Regions from separate parts of the Mus musculus genome. Here regions 1, 2, 3, 5 and 6 are each linked to region 4. A link is a contact called in public promoter capture Hi-C data. All regions are on one chromosome and are shown on one strand. Each heading gives the region's core, a stretch centred on a gene start, on an enhancer-like site or on the middle of the called end of the contact. The rest is flanking DNA. Distances are from core to core; before and after follow the strand shown. Region 1 overlaps Uri1 (URI1, prefoldin-like chaperone). Region 2 holds the start of Zfp536 (zinc finger protein 536). Region 3 holds the start of 1600014C10Rik (RIKEN cDNA 1600014C10 gene). Region 4 holds the start of Nudt19 (nudix (nucleoside diphosphate linked moiety X)-type motif 19). Region 5 overlaps Gm30771 (a long non-coding RNA gene). Region 6 overlaps Plekhf1 (pleckstrin homology domain containing, family F (with FYVE domain) member 1).

Region 1 (3,599 bases), core at 663-3,162, 2.4 Mb before region 4:
TACAGGTGCGTGATGGTCTTAGTGCCTGCAGACCTCCCCTTCCTTCCCGGTTTGCAGGAGGCTCGCTGACTTGGAGGTTCCCAAAGACTGCAGGCCCCACTGAGAGACTCATAGCCCCCGGGCCACGCGAGGTGTGGGGTGGTTCTTCCTTTGTCCTCTTCAGATGTCACTGAAGAGTTGGAAGCTGGTATTCTTGTCTGTCACAACTGTCATGAGTTTGTCTCGTATTCACCTGTCATAGCAGGGAACAGTTACACTGTCCAGTTTGAAATGCCTACCATTTTATTACCCATATTTACAAACTGGTGAAAATTCCTGGTGTTTTGAAGTAGGTGTATAAAATTCTTTTTGGCAAATCAAGCTGTTCTCACCTGGGACATATAAATAACATGCTGTATTTTATTGGGTCCAAAATTCAGCTTTGAAAAGTAACATAAGGTACATTCAGTGTAGTTGTAAATGTACTCTGACTGTGACATTTAGAGAAGACATTTTAGCAAGGAAACTGAATGGAATTGGTGAGACGTGTGATTCCAGCATTGGGAGGTGGGGGTGGCAGAACCAGGGGTGAAAAGTGAGCTTGGGTTGCATGAGACCCTGCCTCAAACAAACGTCTCAACAAAAACAAGTTGTAGGTTAATTTACAGTTACAAGCCCTTAAAATGGAGTTGTTTTTTGAATGCTGTAGAGTCTTCGTGGATGTTGTGAATGGAGAATATGTTCCTCGCAAGTCAATCCTCAAGTCTCGCAGCCGAGAGAACAGCGTGTGCAGCGACACAAGTGAGAGCAGCGCTGCCGATGTGGAGGACCGGCGGGGGCTCCTGCGGAGCACCAGCTCTGAGGAGGCCGTGGCTACCGAGGCCGGCGGGAGCAGTTTGGACGAACTCCAAGAGAACCACCCCAAGAAGCCTTTGCCCTCAGGAGTGTCTGAGGTGTGTGTCTGTGTCTCTGTGGCATATCTCACAGGCTTGCTCTTTACACTTCAAAGTTCTCAGCTTGTGTTTAAGTTCTGAGGAGGGGAGACGGTCCAAATACTAGGTAGTTTTTAAGAAGTGACTCTCTGGTCTTCATTTTTCTTGATATATAAAGACACATCAAGACATTGTGGTGATATGTATGTCATTTAGTCTCATTTCAGTTGAACATAGTTGGCTTTGATTAGATGAAGTTCCACAAACACTTAGCCACAATGAAAGAGCTTTTTTGGTTTGGGTGACACATCTGACTTGTACCATTGGATTGATTGTCCTAGAATTTTAAAGCTATTTTGATTCACGTTAGTCTTAGCACCTCTAGTTTTTTAGTTTTTACGGGGGCAAAGTGCAATAAAGATCTTGAATAAATAACCTCCCCCCCCAAAGAAATGATGTCAGCATTGGTGAAACGAAGCTTCTGACTGTCAGACAGCAAGGAAGCAAGGGAGCCTGGGCAGAAGCCCGCCTCTTGTGCCCGTGTCGCTTCTGTGTTCACTGATGTTTTCTAGAGAGCTGGAGGTGTCAACCATAAAAAACTCCTTGAATTTGATGGTGTACTTAAGAAAAATAATATTACCTGGTTTCTTTGAACCATTAGTATTTTGATGTTTATTATCCAAAATTCTTGTTACCTTAGTTTAAAAAAAAAGGTCTTGGAAATGAAGGGTAAAGATTTTTGTGTGCGTCTTAGTTATATTTAACACCATATACACATTTGTCTTACAGGCTTTTTCTGGAACTGTAATAGAAAAAGAATTTTTATCACCCTCCCTAGCACCATACTCAGCCATTGCTCACCATGCCCTCCCCACCATTCCAGAGCGAAAAGAAGTTCCATCAGAAGTATCAGAGGAACCCACAAAGAGGGTGTCAAAGTTCAGAGCTGCCCGATTGCAGCAGAGAAGCTAGAGGGCTCCGCCTGCAGCTCCAGCTGCGCTTTAGGACATGCGGCGGATTCGGCCATGGAGTTGGGACGGCGTCCTGCTTGGCTGGGCAGAGCTCTCTCACCTTTATCAGTGGCATTGGGAAAGTCAAAGTAAATGTTTGAATGCTGTAATGTTCTGCTGGCTTCGTTAATTCTGTGACTACTGTCTAATTGGCCTTAGGATGCAGGAATAGCGTTTTGAGTTACTTTTCAAAGAATCCTGTCATATATTGTTTGTGTGTTTTCAACTAAACACAGGCAGTTTCGTACCAGCTGTGATGTTGTGCTTTCCATATGGACCATGTTAAAGACACTTTTAAAATCTCAAATAGATTCAACAATTATATTACTTGCTTTTACATTTTAAAGGCACTTTAAAAAAATCTACATTTCTTGTAGGTTTCACAGCTGTATGGTTCTTTGAAAAATTCTTCCTTTGAATGTCATACTGTAATCTTTAAGGCAAAAAGCTACACAAACCCTTTGGGAAAATTTGACTAGAAGAAGAATATTTTGTACAACTTTTTTTTTTTTGGAAGTAAAATTTTTATGAAACTTGGTTTCTAAAATGTTGTGAACTTCCTGGTTTAGATTGTGTATAAAATGTCTTTGATTTGTGTATAGGCCACACCACAGATTTTCAAAGTTTTCAAGTCCCACGAGCACCTCCTCTCCCCATACACACAGTTGTCATTGGCACCATTCTTTGGGGGGAAAAAGTTTGTCTAGATGCTTTAACACTTTGTTAAAGCACAGGCCTTTTGTTTGTTTGTTTGTTTGTTTTACATTTCAATCTTCCTCACATTTTCATTCTTCAAGGATGCTTTCCTACCAGTAAAAAAAAAGAAAGAAAGAAATATTATATTATATTTACTTGTAGCCAAACTCCTTAAAGAGACATTCAGTCTCAGGTTGACCATTACAGTGCAAGTGTTGATCATTAGCTTGATGCATGCTAAAATGTAGCTTTTAAAAAGCATTCCGCATCAGTACTAAAATAAGCCATCAACCCCAGTCCACCCTCTATTCACGGCTAAATAGTTAGAGGTTATTTATAGCTTCTTTAATGAATTCTTGCTTAAACAAAGTGAAATTATGTCCTAGAAAAGTCGCAGCTGTAACTAGAGCAGTGCCACTGTCAGAGTTTTATGAAATACATGCTTTAATGGTAAAATGGTATGCTAGGGTCCATGCTAGTTAATGGATAATGCAGAACAGGGGACTGAATTGGAAAGGCTGCCTAAAAATATAATAGCTCGGTTTTTCTAGCCGTTGTTGATCATCTGTACACATATTTTGTACTTAAAAACCACTTTTCTTTCCAATCACCTACTCTCAACCAGACTATCCCATCACACCGACTCTAGGCACACCCTGCTCCTTCTCCCTATGAGAGGCGTCCTGTGCTAACCTCCTCCTGATGCAAGCCTCCTTGTGGAACTGTTGGATCTTCAGATGTGTAACTTAAGTGTGCTGTTATTAAACACTTTCTATGTTCATGAACTTATTTTGAGCCTGCTTTATCTATTTGTGTACTTCTTTCAAATTGGTCTGCCTCACAGAACGTGTTCAACGACATGTTTGTGCTTTCTGCTGAAGACCCACATGAAATAGTGTCACTCAGTTTCAGAGTCAGTCTTAACACAGTTTTAAACTGTAACTTGAAACTACACTTTGATTTGTTTGAAGGTAAACTTTAT
Region 2 (3,915 bases), core at 1,222-3,721, 2.2 Mb before region 4:
AGGGTCGAGCGCTCAGCGCGCCAGTGGGATCCGGCGTCCACCCAGCCCGGCCCGCGCCTCCTGCCTGCGCTCCCGGCCTCAGCTCGCGGCCGGGGAAACTTTCCGCAGGGTCGGGGGCCGGGGGAGCCGAGAGAGAGGGGAGGCTGCGCGGCGGAAACTTCTCCAGCGACTTTACCCGTTTGCTCCAGTGCCGGGGCTGGCGGGGGGGGGGGGGTGAGGCGGTCCCCGGCTACCTTCGCCTCCCCCCTCCACCCCCGTCGCGCCATCGTACGTGGTGCGATCTGCACTCCACCTCGGAATCAGGGGGTAATTGGCAATTATTTTTTTAAAAAATCAAAGTTAGCTGATGCTTACGGGGTGCCTAACTTACGGGTGTAGAGGGCGGCCAAGACCTGCCATTTTGTGTTTGCATCGGCTTCCTGCGTCCTAAGAGCCCCGCAAGGCCCGGCCGAGGTGCCTGGGGGGCGATCCCAGGACCTCGAGACCTTAGAGGCGCCAGAATACACGTGCGTCGCCCTCAGCACCTGCCCCAGTCCGGCCCAGGTCCCGGGGGCCCGCGGGGGCCTGAGACACAGAAATAAATAAATAAGTAACAGGTTATGGAGGGAAATGAGCCGGCTAGTCCCGAGCTGGAAACGTGAGGCCAATCAGAGTGAAGGAGTGCGGCCGAGTGTGTGTGTGGAGGGGGGCGGGGGTGGGGTAACATCGAGGAGAGGGGGCCACTGGGGGGTGGTCCTGGGAAGAGCAAGATTTTTTTTTCCTGCGGGCGGGGGGGCGGGGGCTCATCCTCAGCCCAACCCAAGGCTGGAGCGAGAATGAACGTCGCTAATAAGCCTTTCTGTTTGCTTCAAGGCATTTTTATTTTAAATTTGAAGATGAATTAAGGAAAACAGTCGTAGGCGGGACTTGAGATGTATTTTAGGCAAAAATATAATAATATAAAAATAAAAATAAAAAGAGGGTTTTCTTTGAGAAGTAGAAGTGTCCAGATCTCGATGCTCCCATCTGTTGCAATTTTGCAAACAATTACAATATAGATTATCTCCACATACATGAAGGTATGAGAAGTGAGGGAAGGTGGAAATTAGCGCTGTGGAAGTTAGAGAGAGAAAAGGAGAGAGAGAGAGAGAGAGAGAGAGAGAGAGAGAGAGAGAGAGAGAGAGAGAGACCAACTCTTCGGAGAAAATTCCCCGCAAGGTTTCTCTAGGGACAGGTGGAAAGTTAAGTGGCCCCCATTTTTCACTCCCGGTTTGTGAGTCCTTCCTGTTTGTCCGCCTCTTGGTGAGCGCACACTCAAGTCCCCGAGTTCTTTCCTGGAAGGATGCAAGCCTGGAAGGCTGGGGTCGGTGCGGGCAGAAGCCAGGGGCTGGGGCCTGGGAGGAGCAGGGCGGGGTCCCGGCCTGGCGCGCGGGTGGCAGCGGTGGCCGGGTTTTGTTTGCAGGATATTGTTTTGTCTAACGGGTGCCTCGCAGGAGACGTGATTCGTCAGCCGCCTTAGTTTTCACTTGAGCGGAAAATAACGGCGGCTACGTGCGGTCCCTGCCTGCGGGGCTCGAGCGCGCTGTGCGTGTGCATCCTCTGAGGTGCGCGCGGGTGGGCGGCCCGGGGCACCGGCTTTAGGACTAGCGGGCTAGCAGGGTGAGTGCGCGCCGAGCTGGCCTTGGGTTCCTCCTGCGCTTCTCTGGGCAGTCGCCGCCGCCGCTCTGCAGTTTAGCAGAAATCCGACAGGGGCCGCGTTTGCTGAGCGCATCCGGCCGGCTGCAGCCGGAGCGGGGCCGTGGGGCCAGGCCTCTCGGTGTAGACGTTGGGAGGGGGCCGGTGGGTAGTGGTGGGGGCAGTAGACTGGGAGGGGCGCGGGAAATGATCTTGGCCGGAGCGAGCACAGCTCCCCTGTCCCTGCTGTCCCCTCGTGTCCACCGCGAGTTGGGCATCCCCGCGCGCCGGGGCCTTGGCTTTTCCCCCACGGTCCCTAGGTCTCCAGGCAGGGCTTAGGTGAACTTGGGGTGGGGTGTGCTTGCTCATATGTGTGCGTGCGTGTGTACGTGTGTGTAGAAAGGGAGCTTAGCGTGGAGACCCTGGTTTTCTTTCTCAGTTTTTAACAACTGGATTTTGACTTTGAGACCAGCTTCGCTCACTGCTTGGGCTGGGAGGGGGGCGATCTTTCCCCATCACTCACATCTTTGTTCATTGTTCACTGAGTGCAAAGCAGGCGACTTAAAGAGAGGAAAAAGGAGGGAGAGAAAGAGAGAGGCAGAAGAGGGGGAAGAAGAGAGAAAGAAGAGGGGCGTGGGGGGCACATCAGTGTCCCCTCCTGGGTCGTGTTGGAGGGTGAAATAGTAAACCCACGCACGGAGGGTCGCCAGGAAAGTGGACATTACCGCTTTAATTAACTTCGAGATGCTCCGGCGGCGGGACCTGGCGTAGCCGTGACGCGCCCCCATAAATCTGCCGGGCCGGGGCTGCTCCAAGAACTCATACAGTAGCAGCGTCAGATTCAACGCGCGCCTCCCCCGGCCGGAGTCCATTTGCATAATTGGATTTTTTTTTTTGCCTCCTTCCTCCCTGAAACTTATTTGAAAACCCAAGTGAAAACCGCGACGACCTGCACACTCAAAAGCAAGTGCCAAGTAAGTGCCCTGCGGTGCCCTCCGCGCGCCCCGAGGTGAGGGCGCAGTGCTGGGGGCGAGTGCCCGGCCGGCTCGGGGAGAGTGTGCAGCGGGCGGGAGAATTGCATCTGCTGGGCTGGATGTTCGAGGAACTTTTTGTTTTGTTTTGTTTTTTTGCTGTTTTTTTTTTTTTTTTTAAACACAACTCCCAACCCTGTCTCTCCACTTTTCCGGCGAGGTGAGGTGACTGGGCCACGCGCATAGTTGAGGCGAGCCTGAAGAGGAGATCTTGGGGACACAGTTGAGAGTTGAGCATAGGGGTTCTTTGGGAGGGTGACGGGTCTCTGTCGCCGCCGCCACCGCCACCGTCGCTGCCGCGGCTTGGAGAGCTGAGCTGCGAGTGAGCGGGGTTGGTTGCCTGTCGCGCCGCGCCGCTGATGCAGTTTGTCGCCAAATGCCTCCCCCATTATTCTAAGGTTTGTGTCTCAGGGTGTGCGTGCGCTCGCGTGTGCGCCCCTGTGTTTTGCTGGGCTTTAAAAGGAAGAAAAGCAACCAAAACAAGAGTAGGAAGGCTTCCTTTCCAGTCTGCCTTCCCCTTCAGCGTCCTCTGTTTCTATTGCTTGAAAAAAATGGAGTGAGAGCTGTTTTGCCTAAGAGAGGGTCACCACCAACAGATTGACAATTCGGTTGGAAATGCTATCAATTCTACAGCAGAGATGTAGCTGCGGGCATGGCATGCCGGCTCCACCCTGGTCAGGGAAATGGCTTCACAATTTCAAATTGTTGAAAAAAATGCATACTATGTTATTATTAGTAGTATTATTTGCAGTGAGCAGGATGGAGGGGGAAAGTAGATTGCGTTGGAGAAGACTCCAGCTGTCTTTCCCATTTCTGGGCCTGCCTGGGAACTTGGCTGTGGGCAAGGCCCACCACCCTGCATGGCAGGGGCCTGAGACTCAGCTTCCAGCTCTGGGAGTTGCGGGGGGGGGGCACCTCCCCCCATAGCCCTTTGGCCTCTACTCTAAGAGAGCCTAGGGCTTTGGCTGAAGGCTGCTTTAGCTATGATGTCATCCTGATAGCGGTGCAAATGTCTCTTGATCTCACCATTACCCGCCTGGCTGAGTTGTTGGTAATGATAGCACTCTGCCCAGCTCCCCGACAATCAGGACACGGCGCCCTAGGAATTAGCATCCCCCACCCCAACCTGACCAACAAAGAGTCAGCTTCTGAAAGCATGGCCACTGAGCCCAGGTTTTGCATTGGAGGGCCTAACATAGACACTTAATGTGGTTGTCAGACTCCTGGACTG
Region 3 (3,597 bases), core at 201-2,700, 2.6 Mb before region 4:
TGTGGTGAAAGAAAGGTTTGGGACCTGGAGTCTATGTGAAAGCTTTCACTTTCTGAATTCTTCAGGCTCAAGAAATTGAAAGGTAACACGCCCCATTCTCCTCTTTCCAGGGGCCACCTCTGTCTGTCTGCGAGGAAGAGATGGGGGGCGCAGAAGACAGGACCTTCCCACGGGAGCAGAACGACTTCAATAATGCTGTCCTCAAAACAGGTCCTGTTCACCGGAAGTCCATCTGCCAGCCATAGGGAAGACAAAAGCTAACTGGGAGCCCTGATGTCCTATAGTCACCCAGACTGGAGGGAAGATGACAGCAGGGCTCCCATACACAGAGGAGGTGAAAAACTCAAACCTTTGGACAGCAGCCTGACCTGAGTCCAATCAAGTTGTGAGGAACAGAGGAGGAGGCCTCAGAGTAACAGGGGGCTCCATGTTCTTTATAGCAATCTTAGACGAAGCTGGGATTCAAATCCCCAGAGTAGAGGGAGGAAATGTGTCAGGGGTAGGGGGTGGGTAAGGGGAGGCTGCAGGGAGAAACAAACAGAAACTGAGTGGAAAACAGGTCTTTGGCCAAATAGCAATATTTGCTCCCCTGTCTGGAATTCCCCAGTTGTACTCTGTCCTCTGTGAAGTTCATCACCCTGTTCTTCCAGCCTACTAAGTTGTTTACTTACTTGATTGTTGGTATTTAAAAATAAGAAGATATCGAGGGTGTGCTGGCTCCCTCCCATAACCCCAGCATGGGGGAGGCTATGGTAGGACTCCCAGATCAAGACCAGTGAAGGTTACATAGTGAGACCCAGTCTCAAACTAACAGCAATAATACAATCTTACATATATCTTAGATCTTCCTAATTTCTCTTGAAAGATCAGAAGTGGTCAGTGGTAGGTTCGCTACATAGCTCGCAGAGTTAACTGACACCCATCACTCAGCAGCACCGTGCCCTCTGCACCCGGCCATGCATGCACCTTATCTACTTAGTCATAGAAGAACGTTTTTCAACAACAGCTCCAATTAATCTGGCCCTTTGATCCCCTGACATTCATTCCTGGCCATCCCTAAGCTAGAGCCCAGATTTCCTCCCTCTCTGGGCCAAGCACAGCAGTCCGCTAGGCAGAAGGCATAAACTGTGGGAAGACACCGCACCGCGCACGCGCACTCCCAAGCATCCAGGTTGCGGCTGGAAGCGCACGGAGCTGCTGACTACTCCAACCTCGGCGCTGCAGCTTAGGCCTTCAGTGTCTCAGGTCCTTTGCATTGAGATGAACAGCTCTAGCACTGGGCCTGACACCGTAGGGTCCCCGACCGGCTTCGCAGACCCCGGCTTCCCCGCGCGCACCTTTACCGAGCTGGAGTCTGGGACCGCCAAGGCACTGAGGCCGGCTCTGCTCTGCCAGCTCCAGAGAGGCGTTCACAGGCCACCGCCACCCTGGCTCCGCCCTCCCACCTTCCGGCTCCGCCGGCCTTCCGGGTCGCCGAGCTCTGGGTCCCCATGAGTCTGGGTCCTCAAGATGGGACAGGCCTGGGGAAAGATCTTGATGGCGGGGCGAGGCGTCCCTTCCGCGCCCCAGCGTCTGATTGACTGACACCAAGACCCAGGCTAGGAAGCTCTGTGCCTGCGGAAATGGGGAGCATCTGGGAGGGGACTCTGTGTCGCGAGGACCCGCTGCCCCCACTTCCTCTCCGCCTGGCCACCCCACTCAGTGCCCAACCTCACGTTTAGGATCTGGGACGGTTCCTGGAAGGTTCTCCTCGATCGCCCTTTGCGCTGGCTGGGTCTGTGACTTGCCGGACCCTTTCTCCCACAGGGTCCTGGACCTGGGAGATGATAGAGGGGCTTGGCTGTCAGGAGCGACTGCTGGTTAATTAACGCTGGGGCCTGCGTGGGACGCGCAGGGGCTGGTATAGCTTTCAGACCTCCTAAGACCAGAACAGAGCCCACTCCACTTGCAGGGCAAAGGGAGCCACTCAGAAAGAGAGCAGAGTAACAGAAAAATCCAGAGAGGCCTAGGGAGCAGTCCCCGCCCCCTGGTCCCAAGGACTCTAGGGCTGGCCTGAAAATATGCCAAATCTGGTATCTCTCCCAATACTGAACTTTAACCCTGAGCAAAGTCTTGAGTACGCACGGTTGTCAGTGACAAACTAGATACAGAGGGACTGGGCTAGCCAATGCCACCCAAATAGAGAGTGTGGCGAGCGAACTCCAGTCTAGGTCCAAGTGGCCCCTAGCGCGATCTGCCAGGTGGGGGTGGAGAGCTGCTGCGGGCATACAGATGATCTGTGCAGGGCCATATTATTTCTTCTTTTCTGTCTTCTTAGAAGGCCTCGAACCCCTTTTAACATCAAGATTCTCCTGGCTGGAGTGGAAAAGTCTGTGCGTTTTCGAGTAGGAGCTTTTGCCCGAGTTTGGGTGACTTTCAAGAGCCAAAGTTAACTGAGGCTAAGAATAGATTAGCTCCTTGCTCTCTGTGGAGCTATGAGGTGAGGCGCTTCAATGTCCCCCGCGGGCAGCGCCCTCTGGTGGCAAGGTCGAGAACCGGACTCGCTTGTTTTCTCCTTTGCCTAAATATCAGAAGTATGTAGCAATGATGGGAACAGGAAAGTTCAGTGGAGAATAGAGACTAGGCTATAAGACATCCACACCGACGATGAATAAAGCCCTAAAATTATCACCCTGACACCTAGAAGTGTTCCTAGACAGCCAGTAGCGGCTGAGGCCGTCTGTGAAAGAGGTGCACAGTAGGTGTGTGTACATCCACAATCCTGTTACTCAGATAGAGCTCCTTCTGAGGCAGAAAGCTCAACAATTTGAGGCTAGCTACCAGGTGCAGGGGTGTACACCTTTAATCGAAGCACTTGGGAGACAGAAACAAACAAATCTCATGAGTTTGGAGCCAGCCTGGTTACAAAGAGAATTCTAGCTGACCCAGGCTACATAGTGAAACCTTGTCTCAAACAAACAAGCAAATCCATCAGGGTTTGAGGCCAGCCTAGGCTGCAGATGGAGACCCTCCCTCAACTTTCTTCCTTCCTATCCCCAAGTTCACACACTGAAAGTCTTTAGTAGTGGACCTTTGGGAGGTGACTAGTGGCCTCATATAAGAAGCCCAAGGGAGCTTATTGTCCCCTTCCTCCATCTATGAAGTGCTTAGCTACACTAGACCTGAAACCTGCTGGTATCTTAATTTTGGACTTCCTTGTCTCCAAAGAAATTGGTTCAGTAGCTCAAATTCCCTATCCTTGCTATGTTGTTACAGCAACTTGAAGGGACTCCCCTGACACTCCCCTGAGCCTGTAGGAAAGATTCCTTTCTGTCTCTCTTAGCTTCTGGTAAAGTTACCAGTCTTCGATAACCCTTGGCTTACAGTGTTAATCTTCTCTATTGCTGCATGGATGTGTGGTGGGGGCGGGGGAGGGGAGGACAGTCTTCTAGCTGCAAGGAATCCCTAACTAAGACAGTTAGATACACAGTGACAGAGTTAGGACTCCAAGTCTTTTCGGGACAATAACAATTCAACCTGGTGGTCAAATGAGATTAGCCCACATAGGCTCATATGTTTGACTATCTGGTCCCCAGTTGGTAGAACTGTTTTGAGAAG
Region 4 (3,587 bases), core at 621-3,120:
AGTGAATGTGCCCTTCCTGAAAAAGTTTAATCTCTTGTGTAACAGGTTAGGCATCTGTAGTAGTAACTTTTTAACCTTATTGGCGTTGGCAAGTATTACACAAGTATACTGACAAAGCTTGCAGTGTCTCACACATAATATTATCACTCTGGGAAGGTCACCAGCCTCTTAAGTCAGAACTTAACTCCTTCCTATCCATTGCTCTGCATAGTCAGTCAAGTACCACATTGTGTTGTCTATTTCCCAAATGCACTTTAAACCAGTCCCCTTTTCCTATTCTATTACCATTCTTTTCATTGAAGCTTTTGTTTCTTGCCTAGTACATTCTATAGCCTCCAGGCCAGGCCCACACATCTGAGTCACTGTACAGTTGTCAGTATGTCCTTTAAAGACACGGGAATCATCCTGTTACCACTTGGAGGAAAGAGGATTTTTTTTTTTTAATGTAGGGGGCTGGTGAGATGGCTGGGGGAAGGGGCAGGAGGCAGGTAATGGCACTTGCAGCTAAACCTGATGACCCAGGACATACATTGTCTTCTGGGCGCCACATGCATTCAATGGCACTTGCATAAGTAAGTAATAAGTGTAAAAAAAAAAGTTCCCATAATGACACCTGGGCTCTATAATAGATTTAGAATAAATTTCAGCTCAAATTTCCCGTGTCAGTGCCAAGAGCATCAGTTTAGACAAGGGTAGTCTGTTGGCTCACAGATAGACGGCGGCGGCAGGTTATCTTACTAAGGGCAGATACTTCTCAACCTGTGGCCCCATTTTCTGTTTCTGGAGATGCAGTAAGTACACAGACAGCTCCATCTTTAGACAGGTTAACATTAAAAATAACCAAAGTCAACTGCAAAATGATGAGGCTGGCACACACCTTTATTAGTCCTAGACTTGGGGAGGCAGAGACAAGCAGATAGATCTCTGTGAGTTCAAGGCTAGCCTGGTCGTCTACATAGCAAGTTCCCAAAAAAGCAAGACTACATAATAATACTTTCTCAAAACTAACAAAAAACATCTCTATAGCCCCAAGAATACAGCCTAACTCATCCGAAACCCTAAAAATATGTGATCAGTTAGGATGGGATTTACAAGAGTTGGTGACTGAGAGAGAGCTGCAAAAAGGGAGACAGAAACAAGCTGTTTCCAAAAAACAAAATAGAAGTGCAAGTCCTCCAGCCACTTAAAAGTTGGAGAGGAAGCCAGGCAGTGGTGGCGCATGTCTTTGATCCCTGCACTTGGGAGGCAGATTTCTGAATTCGAGGCCAGCCTGGTCTACAGAGTGAGTTCCAGGGCGGCCAGGGCTACACAGAGAAACCCTGTCTAAAAACAAAACAAAACAAAACAAGAAACAAAAACAAAAAGAAAAAGAAAAAAGGAAAAAAGGTTGGAGAGGAGGGGGAAGCATTGCTAGTCTAGGATTAAACATCTCCCACGTAGAAAGAGAACTAATCACACTAAGATAATTTTCCCTGATCCTCAGGTGCTCAGGCAATAACAACATCTACAACTTAAGACAGACTACCCCAAGGGACAGGGACTAGCCAAAGACATTCAAACTACAGAGTAGTTAGTCTAACTTGGCATCTGATCCACCCATTCGTTTATTAGCATGGTTCAAGAGAGCTCCAGACACCTTGGAACCTCCTATACAGGCAACAGGCCAGCGTAGGGGACAAAGTCCTAGTCGTTTGCGTTTAGTGGGAAAGGTTCACAACTAGAAATTATTTTCCACTCCACACTGGCACCCGTGCTCCCAGAGGCTGGCTGGTGACTGCAGCAGCTGTGACAGGGCTGTGACAGGGCGAGAATGACCCTGACTGAAGCGCAGGGCATTCGAGGAGGTGCTCTGGCGCGGGAATCACGCTCCTCCCACAAGTAAACCTCCGGAAGCCGCCAGGCCGGATTTTTCAGGCCCTCAACATTTATAGGGCTTCTGGACACCACTCTACGACCCGGCCACTTCCTAAGGGGGATCTGAAGGACGCCGGCCATGAGCAGCTCGAGCAGCTGGCGGCGGGCAGCCACCGTGATGTTGGCAGCAGGCTGGACCCACTCGAGCCCGGCCGGCTTCCGGCTGCTGCTTCTCCAGCGAGCACAAAACCAGCGCTTCTTGCCCGGCGCGCACGTCTTCCCGGGCGGCGTGCTGGACGCGGCCGACAGCTCACCCGACTGGGTGCGTCTGTTCGCGCCTCGGCACACGCCGCCGCGCTTCGGCCTAGGCCCGGAGCCCCCTCGGCAACCCCCCTTCCCCGGGCTGTCCCACGGCGACGCGGACCCCGCGGCGCTGCCCGATGACGTAGCGCTGCGCATCTGTGCCATCCGCGAAGCCTTCGAGGAGGCGGGGGTGCTGCTCCTGCGGCCGCGGGACGCGGCTCCAGCTTCTCAGGAGCCCAGTCAGGCGCTGTCGCCTCCGGCCGGCCTGGCCGAATGGCGCTCGCGCGTGCGCAGTGACCCGCGCTGCTTCCTCCAGCTGTGTGCGCACCTAGACTGCACGCCTGACATCTGGGCGCTGCACGACTGGGGCGGATGGCTCACCCCGTATGGGCGAACCATCCGCCGTTTCGACACCACCTTCTTCCTGTGCTGCCTGCGCGACATTCCGCGCGTGGAGCCCGACGTGGCCGAGGTGGTGGGCTACCAGGTAGGGGTCGCGGGACCCGCCCCCCGGGATGCGCTGAGCCTTACCCCAGACCAAAGGCGCACGTGCGTGACCTTGCTTTAGGCTCTCAAGGACTCAACTCTCACCCTAAGCGGGGGCGCGGCAATGCTCCCAACTGCCTGTTCTGGACACTTCCCAATTCACTTCATGCCCTAAATCGTTTTCATTCGGGTTTCTAGAACACATTATAGGATTTCAGTCATTAACTTTCTTCTTCCTTCTTCATCTCTTCCTGTTTCTCTGTTCCCGTTTCCTTCGTCTTTCGCTTTCTCTCTCCTTTCCCTTTCCATCTTTCTCCTTTTTCTAACCCCTTTCTCTCTCTGCATGCGCACGCGTGGTAGGTGTGTGTGTGTGTGTGTGTGTGTGTGTGTGCGCGCGCGCGAGTTGGTCTGTCTGTCTCCCTCCATCCCTCCCTCCCTTTCTTTTTCGTGTCACTTGCAATGCACCAGGCACAGTTAGTTAGGCTTCAGGCCTAGGACCCGAGGTCTTGAGTGTGCCACCGCTTCAAGTTCATCTTTTATTTATGCAAAAAAATGTTTTCAACTGCCCGTTATTTTCCTTTTTGTAAAATAAACAAAATGACTTATTTTAAGTTGTGTTCTGGTGTGAGAGTATATGCACGTGAGTGCAGGTGCCCATTGATGCCAGAAGTGTCTAATCACCTGGAGCAGGAGTTGAGGAAGGTTGTGAGCTACCTTGAATGGGTGCTGGGCACTGAACTCAGGCCTTCTGCGGGATGCTTCCTCTCCAGATCTCAGTTGAGCCAGTCTCTCGCGCCACTCCCTGTTTCTTGTACCTGCAGTTACACATATGTTGGACAGCTTGGCCTCCCACTGGACCTGGATGCCTCGTTCACTCATTTCAACCTTTTCCTCTCAGTATTCCAATTGAGTAAACTCAATGGCTGTTTTTTTGCTTTTTAATA
Region 5 (3,552 bases), core at 443-2,942, 2.5 Mb before region 4:
TTAATTCTTCCTTTCCGCTGTGTCCTAGGGCTCCCAGTGTTTTGGCTTCCATATACCTTTTCCTCAACTTCACTCAGAGTAAAGAGGCAGTCCGAAGGAGGGTCTTCCCTAGCCAAAACTCCAAATTCTCTACAGAAAGCCTTTGTGCACCACGGAGCAAACCACACGGAGTGAGCCCAAAACCCCATGGCTGTTCTGGGAAGCACGGGCACAACACACGTGGTTGAATGTGCAAGGGCACTAGTTAGAGGGCATGGGGAGATTAAAAACAAAAGCATCATCTCAGAGGGACATATTGAGGCTGGAATGTTGGTAAATGAATCTGGAGAAACTGAACAAAACGGAGGCTCAGCAATTTGCCCAAGGTCAGACACTGAGCCTGGCTTCAGGGCCTACAGCTACATTGAGCTGCCTCGGAGCCTTAGCCTTAGATTAATGGAATGTCCCATTAACAAGCTCCTGAACCCTCAAACCCAAAATTGGGAGGGGCCCAGGTATGGGTTTTCAGGGCCGCAGGACCTAGCCGCTTAAGCCTGAAGAGGGCGCGCATTCCTCTCCGGGACTGCTGGCAGCTCAGCCTTTCTGCCTGGAGCACGCTTCCTACCAGTCCCAAGCACTCGGGTCCCCCCTTTTAGGCCTCCTCGGGCCCGCCAGTCCGGGATGACAGCTTGGCTGGGCCCCACGCCTGGACTGCGCCCGGTACGGCGCCTCCCCCCGGTCACGCGGCACAGATGGGAGAGGAGGAGGACGAGGAGGAGAGGAAAGGAGGCCCTTTGGGGCAGAAGGGTAGGAACCCGCTGCACTGGGCGTCGCCTCTGAAAGGGGCTCTGTGCGGCTCGGGGAGAAGAAAGGGGCAAAGAAATGGAGGAGGAGCTGTGTAAGGAGCAGTGATGCAGGCTCAGGTGTCCGGACCCCACCGCAGTGTTCCAGCCACACCCAGACGGAAACCATGGTCGACGGTTTGGCCTGCGCCCGTCTCTAGACTGCTAGCTGGGGGAGCAGGCACCCCTGTCACCTCATTGTGCACGGAGCAATAGGCCTCGCCATGTTAGCCAGACCAAATGTAGCCCTTAGGGCAAGGGCAGAACGTAGGAGTCGGAGCCCAGAACCTCTTGCCACGCAAGCCACAAAGCAAGGCCCAGGAGCCCTGCTGTCCAGGGCAGATCTTGGTGGCGCCACTTTCCAGCCACGTGGCTTGGAGCAAGTTTCTTTACTTCATCTGTGAAATGGGAGAGCGCGCACGTAGTGGGGTTATTATGTAGGGGGGTTTCGTCCCCTAGGGCTGGGCCTGCCTTGGTCACAGCTCTCACCAATGCAGCGGGATAAAGAAACTGAAGTTGGGGACAGAACCAGGCCGCCCCAGTCCCGCGCCGCCCAAGACCTCCATGCGCGCGCGCGCGCGCACCTTACCCGCCTCCTCCTTCGGAACCCGCAGCCCCGCCCTTCTGGCTCAGGCTGAGCTCCACGTGCGGCGTGTTTACACACGTGACTCCAGGGCCCGCCCACCCAGCCTCCGCCTCCGATCCGACCCCGCCCCTGTCCCCGCCCCATGTCCTCTGCGGCTGCGCGGCGTCGAGCTAACGCAAAGCGCCTCTGTAACAGAGCCAAAGCGTAGGTGGATCTCTGGGTAGGCGGGACTTTGGGCCTCCTCGTGGCTTCCTCGCGCACCGCGAGGGGGGCGGGACTGGACGGTCACGGGCGGGGCCAAGTGTGAGCGCAGGCTCTAGGCAGGGCGTCGCGTGGGCGGGGCTGAAGAGAGCTGGGCGGTGGCGCTGGGGTCCGGCGCATGCGCAGGCACACCAAGCTGTACAGCTTTCAGACCTGCTTTCGCCACGTTCCTAGTCCTGCCCCTGTGTAGGCTGAACCAGGTAGAACTAAGAAGGACACATTGACGCCCACATTTCACTGCGTTTTGGGCAAAGACGGGCTCTCCAGGATTCTCTTCCCTTGCCCTCCTGCTATTTCTCCCTTTCTTCTGGATTGGTTCGGTGCAGGCCTGTTGTGGCATCCTGTTTGTCTTTGATACCTTACCAGTCATACCATTGAAGCTCATTACACCTTCTCTTTTTCCTCTCTCCCTCTCTTCCATCTCTCTCCTCCGTTACTTCCCACCCTCTTCTTTCTCTCTCATACTAGGGATTGAACCTAGCCCTGAAGCGAACTGTCCTTGTACCGTACCGCCACCCCACTGGGTCCAAAGAATTTCAGCACCTACATGATGACACAAGTGGAAAATTGCTTCAGTACCGTGCCTGCCTGCCTGCTGCCATTTTTACTTTTTCTTTTTAGAAACCAAGTTTGCCCAGGCCTGCCTTGAAGTCTCTTCGTAGACCCAGGCTAGCCCTGAAGTACCTCTGTTAGGCCCAGGCTGGCCTAGAATTTGTGATCCTTCTGCCTCAGCGTCCCAAATAGCTGATATTTACAGTCAAACCCAGCTTCCGTAAACCCTAAGCAGACTCCGAGATCGTGCTTTATCCCTCACCACTAGCAGACTTCCTCCTAGATGTATCACAAACCCTTTTAAGCCAACATATATGGAGTGAGCCCCTTTTTTCTCTGAACTTTGTGTCACACCCCATTTCTGCAGTGCTTAGCACTGCAATCCACCTTCTCAGGAGGTTAGGCCTCAGACAAAGACAATTAGTCTTGATGACTGAAATTTAAATGCCTTGTAATCTCCCTTCCTAACCAGGGAGCATTCGGGAAACAGAGGTGGCCAGATCTCTAAATTCAAGGCCAGCCTGGTCTACAGAGCTTGTTCCAGGACATCCAGGGCTACACTGAGAATTCTTGTCTTGAGGGGGAAAAGAAAGGATCTCCCCTCCCTTCATTGTCTGCTACACTCATGTCTGTGACTCCAAAAGAGCCTCACACTGTATCTGTTTGGATTTTTAGAAGATCTGCCATCCTGTTTGTCTTTCCTCAAGTCTAGCTAACATTTCTAAATGATTGCATTAATTATCTGTAGGGAGAAATCCAAACCTCTTCATTAAAAGAAAGACAGGAAAAAAGACAAAGGTGTCTTTGGCTCTCCCTCTTGGTTCCAAGACCACCAAAATTATCAAAACTGAGGATACTAAACCTTTACAGAGGATAATGTAGTATCTGCTTATAACCTGTATATAGCGCTCTGTGTCTCTAGAGTATCATACTTAATGCCATAATATATATTATATATTATGCTCTATTGTCTAGGGAAAAACATAATTTGGAATTTTCTATGGAAATTTTCTATGGGATGGTGTGTATGGTATGTATACACCTGCGTGTTCCCATGCAGGTGTGTGTGTGTGTGTTTATGTAGCTGTGTATGCAAGTACTGGTTTGTGTGTATGCTCCTGTGCAGATGTAGATGTGTTTATATGCAACTGAATATGCAGATGGAGGTGTGTTTGTTCACTTTTGTGTGCAGGTGTGTGTGTGTGTGTGTGTGTGTGTGTGTGTGTGTGTTTCAGAGGACTATTTCCTGTGGTGTTCCTCAGGACAGAGTGACTCACTTGCCTAGAAGTTGCCAAGTAGGCTAGTGTGGCTGCCAGCAAGCTCTAGAAATCC
Region 6 (3,642 bases), core at 423-2,922, 2.7 Mb before region 4:
CTCCCGTACCTCACTCCTTCCTGAGTTCAGGGCCCCAGACCTCTCTTAAGGGCTGTACTGCAGTGAGCAAGAGGGCTTGAGGACTTGCATCAGGACAGAACCCATATTGTTGTGAGCCACATCCACACGCAAGGTGTCTTGTGCATTTTACCAGTAAGGGGCCAGAGAGTAAATACATGTTAGATTGTGTTAGTCTGAGTGTGGTTGTATTTCACTAAGGTTGCATTTAGGAAGCCTGGCAGTGGCTCATAATGGGTCTGGATTTTTAGTTTCTGGTTGTAGATCACCAGTCCTTCTCGTTGACTATGTGTTCCTCGGTGCTGGGCATTTGGTTTGCTTCTGCCTCTTGGCTCTAGTAAACACACACAAGAGTATAGCTATCCCTTCCAATCCCTTTGGAGATAGATGCACAGTGGGAAAGGTAGGTATATGGTAAATGTATTTTTAATGTTTTGCGGAGTCTTCAGGTTGTTTCCCATCGTATCTATGTCGTTTTTTTTTTTTCCCTCAAGATGTATTTGTTAATTTTATGAGTGTTTCTATGTCTGTGCACTACACGTATGCAGATACCCTTGGAACTGGAGTTACTGGGGGCTGTGAGTTACTGGTGGCTGGGTCTGTGCAAGCGTATGGAGAGCCACTGAGCCGTCCCCCAAGCCTGTGGCTGTGACAGTTTACATCCCCAGCAGCAGTACACACTCTTCCCACTTTTCCACTCTGGCACCAACTGGAATTTCTTTGCTAGGAACTTTCCAATGGGTATGAGATCTCCTCCAGTTTAGATGGGCTTCTTTAACGGTTTGAAACCTTGTGTGGTTTCTGCTTGAGTGACATTCAGTTGTATGTGCCAACCTAGAGATGCTCACTTCGGCCGGACCTGGGCTTTTGGGGGTTTGTTGTTGGTTTTTTTGTTTTGTTTTGTTTTAATTCATTTTTATTTTTATTTTTATTCATGGGTCTGTATGACTGAAGGCCACATGTATGTGAATGTCTCGGAGGCCAGATGAATGTGTTAGTCCCCTGGAGCTGGAGTTAACAGGCAGTTGTGGCCACCCGATGCGGGTACTGGGATCCAGATGCTGGCCTCAGGAAGAACAGCAAGTGAGCTGAGACATTGCTCCTCGTCCTTTCCCTCCGCTCCTAAGAGTTTCAGTTGACCCTGCTATCCTTACGCCACTGCGCCTTTGGGCTTCCTGCCCCTGGGCCTCTCTGGCCTCCTCACAGTGAGATGTTATCCACATTGGCCTCCAGCACAGTGCCTGGTGGCCTTGGAGGTAGCATGCTGGCACATTTGGGTTTGTTGTATTGTCCCTCAGCCAAGAACTGATGATCAGGTGGCAGAACAAAGTTTGAAGCCAAGATCAGCTAACTAAAAATAGTTACATCAGGTGGTGTGGGCAGCCCTGAGGCCTGAAGGGGGGGAGCGAAACAGGACTGAAGAGGTTCGGTGTCTCCTCCAGGCTGACTTCTTGTCTCCTCCCTTCCCATCCCCCACCTCCAGATTCCCACAGGCAGCCTCACATTACAGAACCGCGGTACGGTGACCTAGAAATGTATGTGTAGTGTGGTGTGTGTGTGTGTGTGTGTGTGTGTGTGTGTGTGTGTGTGTGTGTGTGTGCGCGCGCAAGCAAGTGTTTGCATGTGGTAAGAGGTCAACTCCTGCTTCCTTTCAACAAGTAAGAGGTGAGTGGTTTGTGCACCTGGCACCTACCGTGTCCATGGCACAGTTTTAAGAATTGCTGATCTAGTCATTGGCAAGAAATTGGCAAGAAAAGGCTTCTATTTTGCTGGAGCTAAAGATTGAATGGAGGCAATAGAGGGGACATATGCAGTGACTGGACAGGAAAATACCAGGTTTTCTGTTGTTGTTCTTGGTGCTGCTGCTGGTGTGTGTGTGTGTGTGTGTGTGTGTGTGTGTGTGTGTGTGTGTGTGTGTGTGTGTGTGTGTGTTGATGTCTGGTGTCTTCTTCCTTTGTCGTCCAACTTTTTTTTTAATTTTTATTTTACTTTTAATTATGGGTATATATGTATGAGTGGTGTCTTAGTTAGAGTTTCTGTTGCTACAGTGAGATACCATGACCAAAAAGCAAGTTGGCAAGGATTTCTTCTGCTCCTACTTCCACACTGCTATTCATTATTAGAGAAAGGCAGTACGGGAACTCAAATAGGGCAGGAACCTGGAGGCAGGAGCTGATGCAGAGGCCATAGAAGGCTGCTGCTTACTGGCTTGTTCCCCCTAGCCTGCTTGGCCTGTTCTTTTATAGACCCCAAGACCACCAGCCCAGGTACAGCATCACCCACAATGGGCTGGGCCCTCCCCTGTCAATCACTAATTAAGAAAATGTTTGACAACAGGATCTTACAGAGGAATTTTTATAATTGAGGTTCCCTCCTTTTAGATAAGTCAAGCAGACCTAAGAGTGGCCAGCACAGGTGACATAAGCAAGTATGTGTGTGAGTGCCCACAGCATCCAGAAGAGGTATTAGATTCCCTGGAGCTGGATCGGGAGGCTGGGAGCTGGGAACTAAGCTTAGATCCTCTGGGAAAGCAGTATAGGCCTCCTACACCCACCCCCACCCCACCCCCCCACACACACTTTTTTTTTATCTGACACTCACAAATTCAGCCATCTTAACTAGCCAGCAAGCCTCAAGGATCCTATCTTTACCTCCCCAGCAGTAAAATACAGATACACCGCCATACCTGTCTTTTTACATGGGGTCTCGAGATCTACTCAGGTCCATATGCAAGCTCTTATCCAAATGGGCAATCTCTCCGGCACTGTGACTAAGTCTTGATACACATCACAAAGGGAAACAAACAAACAAACAAAAAAAAGCAGTGTGGCATCTTACAGAAGGGGTCACTGATTGTCAGTATTTCAGGTTTTATGGCCATTTGATTTCTGTCATTACTTAGCTCAGTCATACCATATACACGAATGTGCAGGGCCACGTTACAATAAAAAACTTTATTTATAAAAAATGGGCTCTGGGCCAAATTTGACCTCTGGCTAGTTTGCCATCACTGGAAAGAGCTACCTGAGATGAGGTTAATGGAGAATCTTTCTGGAAGAGAACTGGGAGCTAAGCTGGTCACAGACCAGGGCCAACATGGATGGCCTTTTCCAGGTGAGGCAAGATGGCGCCATCCTACTGTACAGTGGTAGAGTCCCATGCAGAGAAATTGTGTGTAAGAAAGAGAAGGTTCAAGGATGGAGACTAGATTTAGAGTTTGAGCCACTGGGTGGATGAGAGAGGGCCCGGGGAACATAGAATTCGGTGTTGAATGTAAGAAGTTATCTGATTCCTGGGTGGGTGAGGGCCTAGAGCTTAGTGGAGATGCCGAGTCTAAAGGCTTGGACCAGGAAGAGGTCACATCTGTGTGCTCTTCAGGTCTGAGTATGCTTGGTTTAGAAAGATGGGGTTGGACAGCACAGGGTAGCTAGCATGTGCTATGCTATGCTCTGCTAGGCTAGGCTAGGCTAGGCTAGGCTAGGCTAGGCTAGGCTAGGCTAGGCTATGCTATGCTATGCTAGGGTTTACTGCCTAGTATGTCAGCAGAGAGAGAGCCCAAGTGGGCCTTACCTTACACAGAGGTAAGGTAAGAGCTATATTCCCTCTGATGAACTCCTAGAGTCT

Evidence for each region. Promoter capture Hi-C pulls out the DNA fragments that hold promoters and counts their contacts.
Region 1: a promoter capture Hi-C map of liver shows a contact between it and region 4, with 2.4 times the contacts expected there. The contact joins the enhancer-like site here to the promoter of Nudt19 in region 4. A contact is called at or near these places in 7 of 39 promoter capture datasets (the C10 cell line, cranial neural crest, hippocampal neurons and 3 more), 1 of 115 datasets of contacts at active chromatin or transcription factors (astrocytes) and 1 of 9 other capture datasets (embryonic tail).
Region 2: a promoter capture Hi-C map of hippocampal neurons shows a contact between it and region 4, with 5 times the contacts expected there. The contact joins the promoter of Zfp536 here to the promoter of Nudt19 in region 4. A contact is called at or near these places in 4 of 39 promoter capture datasets (cranial neural crest, frontonasal cranial neural crest, hippocampal neurons and 1 more).
Region 3: a contact with region 4 is called in a promoter capture Hi-C map of liver, with 6 times the contacts expected there. The contact joins the promoter of 1600014C10Rik here to the promoter of Nudt19 in region 4. A contact is called at or near these places in 7 of 39 promoter capture datasets (cranial neural crest, hippocampal neurons, liver and 3 more), 2 of 115 datasets of contacts at active chromatin or transcription factors (embryonic forebrain and large pre-B cells) and 1 of 9 other capture datasets (liver).
Region 5: a promoter capture Hi-C map of hippocampal neurons shows a contact between it and region 4, with 6 times the contacts expected there. The contact joins the enhancer-like site here to the promoter of Nudt19 in region 4. A contact is called at or near these places in 5 of 39 promoter capture datasets (the C10 cell line, hippocampal neurons, liver and 1 more), 1 of 115 datasets of contacts at active chromatin or transcription factors (astrocytes) and 3 of 9 other capture datasets (adipose tissue, liver and macrophages).
Region 6: a promoter capture Hi-C map of liver shows a contact between it and region 4, with 12 times the contacts expected there. The contact joins the enhancer-like site here to the promoter of Nudt19 in region 4. A contact is called at or near these places in 3 of 39 promoter capture datasets (the 3T3-L1 cell line and liver), 1 of 115 datasets of contacts at active chromatin or transcription factors (epiblast stem cells) and 2 of 9 other capture datasets (adipose tissue and liver).

Annotation. Positions count from the first base shown.
Region 1 is chr7:37,959,799-37,963,397 of GRCm38.p6, reverse strand. It overlaps Uri1 (URI1, prefoldin-like chaperone), which reads left to right. Exons shown (of 11, transcript NM_011274.5): 9 at 1-5; 10 at 689-932; 11 at 1,701-3,406. The coding sequence ends at 1,883. Among named protein-coding and RNA genes, the nearest start is that of Uri1, 58 kb to the left of the region's middle. Within about 2 kb of position 1,912, at least 9 of the 459 cell types and tissues checked have an H3K27ac peak or open chromatin away from gene starts, as enhancers often do. A contact at or near this core is called in liver, where this site is marked.
Region 2 is chr7:37,768,308-37,772,222 of GRCm38.p6, reverse strand. It overlaps Zfp536 (zinc finger protein 536), which reads left to right and starts at 2,471. Exons shown (of 6, transcript NM_172385.2): 1 at 2,471-2,627.
Region 3 is chr7:38,181,640-38,185,236 of GRCm38.p6, reverse strand. It overlaps 1600014C10Rik (RIKEN cDNA 1600014C10 gene), which reads right to left and starts at 1,450. Exons shown (of 4, transcript NM_028166.3): 1 at 1,338-1,450. D530033B14Rik (RIKEN cDNA D530033B14 gene) reads left to right here and starts at 1,455. Exons shown (of 1, transcript NR_165180.1): 1 at 1,455-2,665.
Region 4 is chr7:35,554,211-35,557,797 of GRCm38.p6, reverse strand. Nudt19 (nudix (nucleoside diphosphate linked moiety X)-type motif 19) reads left to right here and starts at 1,870. Exons shown (of 3, transcript NM_033080.2): 1 at 1,870-2,644. The coding sequence starts at 1,994.
Region 5 is chr7:38,083,136-38,086,687 of GRCm38.p6, reverse strand. The region is part of intron 3 of Gm30771 (a long non-coding RNA gene); the gene reads right to left. Among named protein-coding and RNA genes, the nearest start is that of Ccne1, 23 kb to the left of the region's middle. Within about 2 kb of position 1,692, at least 164 of the 459 cell types and tissues checked have an H3K27ac peak or open chromatin away from gene starts, as enhancers often do. A contact at or near this core is called in hippocampal neurons, where this site is marked.
Region 6 is chr7:38,222,836-38,226,477 of GRCm38.p6, reverse strand. All of the region lies in intron 1 of Plekhf1 (pleckstrin homology domain containing, family F (with FYVE domain) member 1), which reads left to right. Among named protein-coding and RNA genes, the nearest start is that of Plekhf1, 3.3 kb to the left of the region's middle. Within about 2 kb of position 1,672, at least 5 of the 459 cell types and tissues checked have an H3K27ac peak or open chromatin away from gene starts, as enhancers often do. A contact at or near this core is called in liver, where this site is marked.